Regions from separate parts of the Mus musculus genome. Here region 2 is linked to region 1. Evidence: chromatin contacts called from public HiChIP or PLAC-seq data. All regions are on one chromosome and are shown on one strand. The core of a region is the stretch at or near the end of the contact, and the rest is flanking DNA. Distances in the headings are between cores, read along the strand shown. Region 1 overlaps Ccdc30 (coiled-coil domain containing 30). Region 2 overlaps Zmynd12 (zinc finger, MYND domain containing 12).

Region 1 (3,527 bases), core at 600-3,099:
GCCACCCATTGTGGATGCTGGGAACTGAACTCGGGACCTCTGCAAGAATAGAACATGCTCTTAACCACAGAGCTATCTCTCTACATGCTCCCCAAGTCCCCCAAAGTATATGTACTCGTTTGGTTTGGTTTGGTTTGGTTTGGTTTGGTTTGGTTTAGTTCGGTTTGCTTTGGTTCTGTGGCAGGTCTGGAACTCATGGAGATCCCACAGCCTCTTCGTCTCGGATTAAAGTCAATAATGTCTGTCCCCGCAGGATTCTTTTCACTATGGGGGGATGAAACCCAGCACATTTTGCATATTCAGGGCAAGCACTTGTCCACTGAGCTACATGCCCAGGCTTCAGTGATTTTATTTTACTTTTTAGGAGATGTAACACACATTGTTGTAAATTTTGATCCATTTGATAAAGACTACCTTTATGTGACCTTTTCTCTTTCCCAACTTATTATAATGTTTGTAATATTTTAATGTATAATTTGATCCATCTTATATTATGAATCTATATATATATATATATATATTTAGTTTTATTTTATGTGTATAGGTGTTTTGCCTGCATATATGTATGGTCATCACATGCATGCAGCGCCCCCAGAGGCCAGAAGAGGGGAGTGAAACTCCTGGAACTGGAGTTACAGGTGGTTGTGAGCCACCATGGGGGTGCTGGGAACTGAACACAGGTCCTTTGGAAGAACAGCCAGTACTCTTAACTACTGAGCCATCTCTCCAGCCCTGGAACAAAGATATCTGAATATATTCAGACAGAAACTGAATAAAAGCTGACTTATAGTTAGCTACAATAATTAGGTAAAGGGATCTAATTTTTACTTGACTAAGGTATTTATTTATTTATTTTTTTAGGCTGCTGCCCAGGCTCCTGGTAATTCTGATGTTCTCTTTGCAAAGGCTGCCAGATTTTCTCATATTTCACCTTAACAAAATCAAGAAACAGAAGCAGGATCCTGCCTTCTGTGCAAGCATAATCAGATCCTCAGCACCTACATTAAAACCAGGCCTGGCAGTGGGCACAGGCCACCCCTGCAGCACACTGACCAGTTGCCTAACCAAGTCAATGAGCTCCAGGTTCAGTGAGAGACCCTGCCTCAAAAGGTGGAGAGGAAGGAAGACACCAACACTGATCTCTGGCCTCTACACGCACACAAACCTGTCCATATGTGTGCAACACACACACACACACATGTTGCCTGATTTTAAAAATAATTATGCAATAGAGGGATACAATAATTTCAGCTTATTCTACTTCTCACCAACACACACTTGCACACCATATGGTTTAATTGTAAAATGCTCCCCTATCCACCCCAACCCCCCATGCTCAGGTATCTGAAAACCTGCTCCCCAGCTTAGGTGCTGTCATGAGAGGCTTTAGAACCTTTGGGGCATGGCCAATAGTAAACAGACTGAGAAGACATAGCTGCTCATATCTAGTTCTTTGCTTCCTGGTCCACCAAGATGTGCTGCCCCACCCCCACCCCTGCTCCTCTGCTGCAGATGGTACTTCTCTGAGCCTTCCTTCTGGGATGGATAATACCCACTGAAGTCAGGAGCATGAGTCCCGGAATCAAGGGCGTGTCTATGTCTCAGTAAATCAATTATAGAATGCTGAGACCTTCAGGACAGCCCTTAAGGCTGTGGGAATGAACCCTGAAAACATGAGTTCAAAAATATATAATTTCTCAACTGTGCAAAATATAAGGATGTAATATGAATTGTATGTGGAGCTTCACAAATTTTAAGGAACAGAGGCAGCTGTACTTTGAGCCAGCTTGTCAGAAGGATTTAGGTCCGGGTATGGTCAGAATGGTAATTTCAGAGTGAATGGGGTCCCATTCAGCTATCTTATTGTCTCTGCTGTGCTTGCAGTCTTTTTCTAAGAATCAAGGGGCTGGGGTCAAGGGATGCTGATTCATGGGATAATTAAAAGGGAACTGGGGGTAATGACTGAATTGATATGTAAAATAAAAGACTGGGCTTTTTTGGTTTGCAAGCTATCTGGAGAATTTTTAGAATAGCAGGAGAAAGTAGTCTTGAGCTCAATGGAACATACAGAAAGCAGTCTGGAAAGCTCTCTGGAGCAGAACATAGGACACCGGCTTGTAACCCACAATTTGACTTCCAGTCTTTTGTTTCACCACTCTCAAATAGCCCTTCTCTCAAAAGCCCTCTCCTATCCAAGGCTGGTCACTGGCATGTTCAAATGCTTACAGCTGGCAGAGGAAGGCCATCCAAATACAAAGCCTTATTCTGAAGCATGTAAATGCGCTTCCTGATACTTATGTGAATGGCTGACTAGATGAATGATGAGGTCTCAGGAGGCCTGCTTTTTCACTAAGTCATCTAGTTAATTCTAGAATACCTGGGGAAATTCTTTTTGTAGGCTGCTGTTTGGATCTCTTCGAGACTCCAGCGTAGAGTCCACAAGTCCCAGGGCCTCTGCCAGCGTCCTCCTCTCTCCCAGTGAGCATGCAGTCTGTTTCCTGGGGCTGCTCAGAGCTAGTCTGAACAAGCCTTCTTGACACATTTGGTTGGCTTCCCTTGTTTGGGCTTCTGTTGGGAAGAAATAACAGAAAAGTATAAAAATAATTGTAGGCAAATAACTATTGTTGTATAAAACACCAAGAAAATTTCTACTTGGAGCTTAATAATTAATAAAAAATAACGTTGACATTCTCCTCCTCTCCCCATCCCTTCAGGGTGTTTGGAAACTTTCAGGAACAATAACATAAGAGTGGTGGACATGGTAGCACATGCCAACCCCAGCATTTGAGGAGTAGAGGCAGCAGAATCATGAGTTTGAGACTAGGCAGGGTTACATAGTGAGAACATGTTTTAAAAGAGGAGGAGGGCTGGAGAGATGGCTCAGTGGTTAAGAGCACTGACTGCTCTTCCAGAGGTCCTGAGTTCAATTCCCAGCACCCACATAGTGGCTCACAGCCATCTGTAATGGGGATCTGATGCCCCCTTCTCGTGTGTCTGAAGATAGCAACAGTGTATTCAAACAAACAAACAAAAAAACAAAACAAAACAAAAAAAACAACCCAGAAGGAAACTGGGCTGGTGAGATAGCTCAATGCTGCTCATCCAGAGGCCCCGAGTTCTGTTTTCCAGCAATGATGGTGATGTCACTCCTAAGCAACCAGAAAGAACCATTGTGTCTGTTGCCATGGCAACCGCCATACATTCACCTGCCCACCCTCACCTATGCTGGTTTCTGTTAAACACTATGTCACAACTCTGTCAGACTTAGTATCTAGGATACCACCATGTTATCACCCAATAATGCCTTTAATGGGCTACACCTTACCTATCAGACTAGGAATAACTGGGCATAGTGGCATACCTGTGTAGTGCTAGCATGTCAGAGAGTGAGAGAGAATAGGAGTTCAAGGTCCACTTCAGCTACAAAATAAGCTTGAGGCCATCTACGGCTACATAAAACTCTTCCTTAAGAAACAAAAACAAGCGCAGGCAGTGCACAGCAGTATGTGCAGTTACATTACAGCCCA
Region 2 (3,527 bases), core at 325-2,824, 39 kb after region 1:
AATTCACAATCTATAAGTTCATCCTTTTAAGGTACAATGTAATATATTCAGAAGGTTATATATTCAAAAGGTTGTATACTCACCACTATTCAATTCCAGAACGCTCCCCCAGCTTTAAAACTCCATATAGTTGTTCGTCGTTGCCCTTTGTTAAACACCCTCACCTCTTCCTCTCTCTGATACGCCCCCACCACTACTAAGTCCCTTCTCTCTATGTGTGCCTGTTCTGGACATTTCACATAAATGGAGTCTGACAATATGTGGCTTTGGGGGTCTGGCTTCACATAGCATGCTGTTTTCAAGCTGTCCTCTCTGTAGCATATATACAGGCAATATTCTTTTTATGACTAATCACAGTTCACTCATGAGCATCAGTTAAGGATGGATTGCTATGAACGTTCACGAGCAACTTTGGGCACTAATAAAAATTTGTATCAATGAATAAACCAATGTATGATAACCCATATGTCATTATATACTCTTTAGTTAAAATATGAATTATAATTTATTTATTTATTTATTTATTTATTTATTTATTTATGGGTTTTTGAGATAGGGTATCTCTACAGAGCCTGAGCTGTACTGGAACTCCAGGAAATCCTCCTGCCTCTGCTTCCCGAGTGCTGGAATTAAAGGCGTGCACCACCATACCTGGCTTATACCTCTTTTACAACTGACTTTTGGCAGGTCTGGGCCGGATAGTGCAGGCTGAAGAATATCTATCCCAAGCCCAATGGACAGTCCTCAAGTCAACTGACTGTAGTAACGCCACCCACTCTTTACTGCATCGGAACCTGGGCCTTCTCTACATAGCCAAGAAAAACCTCGATGAAGCCCGGTACCATCTGGCTAATGATGTGAGCAAGCTCACTTAAAATACCTGGGTATTTCCAAGAACGGCTCTGCTTAGTGTTTCTCTTGGCTGAGTGTTTCTCTAACACTGCTTATGCTGGCCATTTTGGGAGCAGCAGCAAGAACTCAGCCTTTCTACTTCCTAGCTATGCAAATGTGGCCAGGCCCCACCCCACCTTCCCCACCCAGATGTCTGAGGCTAATCTGGAGAGACAGAACTGCACAGTGCTAAGGGAAGAAGGGTTGTGCTTCTGCTTCCAGCAATGCTAGTTCTGTGACAAATTATTTAACCTTTCTCATCACATGTTAAGACACAAATCATAAACCGGTCCCAACCACATCAGCACATTGCAGAGATTAATAATAGATGTTTGTACACACTGGACTTTGTGGCTATTTGTTAAAATAATATTAACGTTTCTTCTTCAGAGTGTAGTTATTAAATTTAAATGAGCCAGATCTATAGGAAAGCACTTACAATCTATAAACCCGTACAAATGTGAGATACGGGAGTCAGATGAGCTGTTTTTCTCCAGTTCAGGAGTTCCTAGTCAAATTTTGGGGCTGGAAAATAGTACCAGATAGAGTTCCTGTCCCTGACCCGGATTAGGCTGGGTCATATTGCACTCCCATGGGCCCTTTCTACGCTCTACGCTCACCTTTCCTCCAGGCAGCCTTCCCTCCCTCTGGCTGCCTGCCTCTGTGCTCGCCTTAGACTCTTCCCCGTTCCTCAAGGCCATCTTGTGTGCAGCTCTCTGCCCTGGAAGGCTGCCCTCTGTGGCTGTCCTGGACGCCATCGCACCATCACTGTCTGGCTTTGCTAGGGACTGAAGAGTGTTGCTAGGGACTGAAGAGTGGGAGGCACAGCAGGAGGGTGGAGTTACAGTGGGGGAGGGGGTGGGTCTGGTGGAGCAGTCAGCTTTCCTTTCTGGATACAGCTCCTGTCTAGTGGCCCTAGCTCCAGCTCTGGCTGGTCTCCATTACCCATGCCATCTCCTCTGGTTTTCTGAGGTACAGGGGTGCCATTGCTGTTCTTGGTGCTCTGTTGGCCCTCTTGCTTTTGTGACTTCCATATCTCCAGTTACTCTTCCATTAAGTGACTTCAGGCAGCCCTATGTCATCTGTTTTTGTCCAAGCCCTTAACCAAGACTTTTTTTTTTTTTTTTTTAAAGAGAGAGGGTCTTATTATATAGTTAAGGCTGTCCTGGAATTTGATACGTTGACCAGGTTGGCCTTGAACTCAGAGATCTGCCTGCCTCTGCCTCCTGGATGCTAGGCTTAAAGGTGTGTGCCACCATGCCTGGCAAGTTTTCTTCATTTATGTTTGCCTCTACCCCCCACATCCTTCAGTTAATTAAGTAGAGGCAGGCATATTCTGTCTTGTGCTGATCACACAATTAGGAATTAGATCAAAACCTCAAAACCATGTTTCCTGAGTGTACACACACACACACACACACACACACACACTTGTTGTTTGCTTTCTTTTTGAACAGGGTCTCACTATGTATCCTAGCTGACCTCAAACTCATGGAAATCCGCCTGCTTCTGCCTTCCACGTGCTGAGATTAAAGGTGCATGCCACACTGTCTCGAGATACCCTTTTTGAGACAAGGTCTTATTATATTCCAGGTTGATCTTGAACTCAGCATCATCCTGCTTCAGCTCCTGAGTGCTGGAATTACAGATATTCCCTATCACACCTACATGTCTTCCCCCTTCTTTAACACACACTTCACTGATACAAATTACAAAATCACTCATTTTCATGTAAGTTTTAGTACAGAGCTACACAACCAGGAGCACATTTCCATCACTCAGAGAAGCCCCTCATTTCCATTTGCAGTCATTTCCACTCAAATCCCAACCCCAGGCAGCTGGTCTCTGTCTACATAGATCGATCTCCCTCCCTCCCTCCCTCCCTCCCTCCCTCCCTCCCTCCCTCCCTCCCTCCCTCCCTCCTTCCTTCTCTTTCTTTCCTTTCTTCCTCCTCCTCCTCCTTCTTTTGAGATAGAATTTTTGGTGTAACCCTGGCTGTCCTGAAACTCACTCTGTAGACCAGACTGGCCTTGAACTCCCACAGCTCTGCCTGCCTCTGCTTCCTGAGGGCTGGGATTAAAGTTGTGTGCCACCAGCACAGGCATGCTCTCTTCACAGAGGGAGAATTGCAGGCAGAGTCTAGAGTCTGTCTGACTGTGCTCACCTGCATAGTGCTTGTAGTCCATCCATCCTGAGCCACAGCTCATGTCTTCTGTTGTCAAGTAGCAGTCTACCCTGGTTAGGGCACAGGCCGTTTGTCCACTCTTGAGACAATGGATGTGTGTGCTGTTTCTGCCCTGGGACTGGTAAGAATGACTGTGACAGATGTTCATGAACCAGTGTGTTCACATGTGGTCATGTGTGCCCATTTTTCTTGGGAAGGTACGCATTCCTGGGCCACACAGCAATTCCATGTTTAGCCTGTTGAGGATCTGGCCAGCTGCTGCCCAGAGGCTCCAGCATTGTTTATCCGTCCCAGTCCATGGCCGGGCTTTTATTTCCCCAGTGGTCTTGCCATGTTCTTTGTGAACAAAGCTGTCCTACTGCCTAGGAAGAGGGATGAGACTGTGGTGATTTTGTTTTGTTTTCCTTGAATGATGGTTAGTGTCTAGCATGTCACTTGTCACATGCTTATT

The links. HiChIP or PLAC-seq counts read pairs in DNA pulled down with a chosen protein or histone mark.
Region 2: an H3K27ac HiChIP or PLAC-seq map of embryonic stem cells shows a contact between it and region 1, with 7 read pairs. The contact joins two enhancer-like sites. A contact is called at or near these places in 36 of 484 Hi-C or Micro-C datasets (the AML12 cell line, ECoMG myeloid progenitors, the G1E-ER4 cell line and 12 more), 1 of 115 datasets of contacts at active chromatin or transcription factors (embryonic stem cells) and 2 of 9 other capture datasets (adipose tissue and pancreatic islet).

What each region holds. Positions count from the first base shown.
Region 1 is chr4:119,401,697-119,405,223 of GRCm38.p6, forward strand. Ccdc30 (coiled-coil domain containing 30) reads right to left here. Exons shown (of 15, transcript NM_029286.2): 2 at 2,378-2,568. The coding sequence starts at 2,542. Among named protein-coding and RNA genes, the nearest start is that of Ccdc30, 12 kb to the right of the region's middle. Within about 2 kb of position 1,850, at least 3 of the 459 cell types and tissues checked have an H3K27ac peak or open chromatin away from gene starts, as enhancers often do. A contact at or near this core is called in embryonic stem cells, where this site is marked.
Region 2 is chr4:119,441,062-119,444,588 of GRCm38.p6, forward strand. Zmynd12 (zinc finger, MYND domain containing 12) reads left to right here. Exons shown (of 8, transcript NM_001014900.2): 4 at 688-857. Among named protein-coding and RNA genes, the nearest start is that of Zmynd12, 20 kb to the left of the region's middle. Within about 2 kb of position 1,575, at least 30 of the 459 cell types and tissues checked have an H3K27ac peak or open chromatin away from gene starts, as enhancers often do. A contact at or near this core is called in embryonic stem cells, where this site is marked.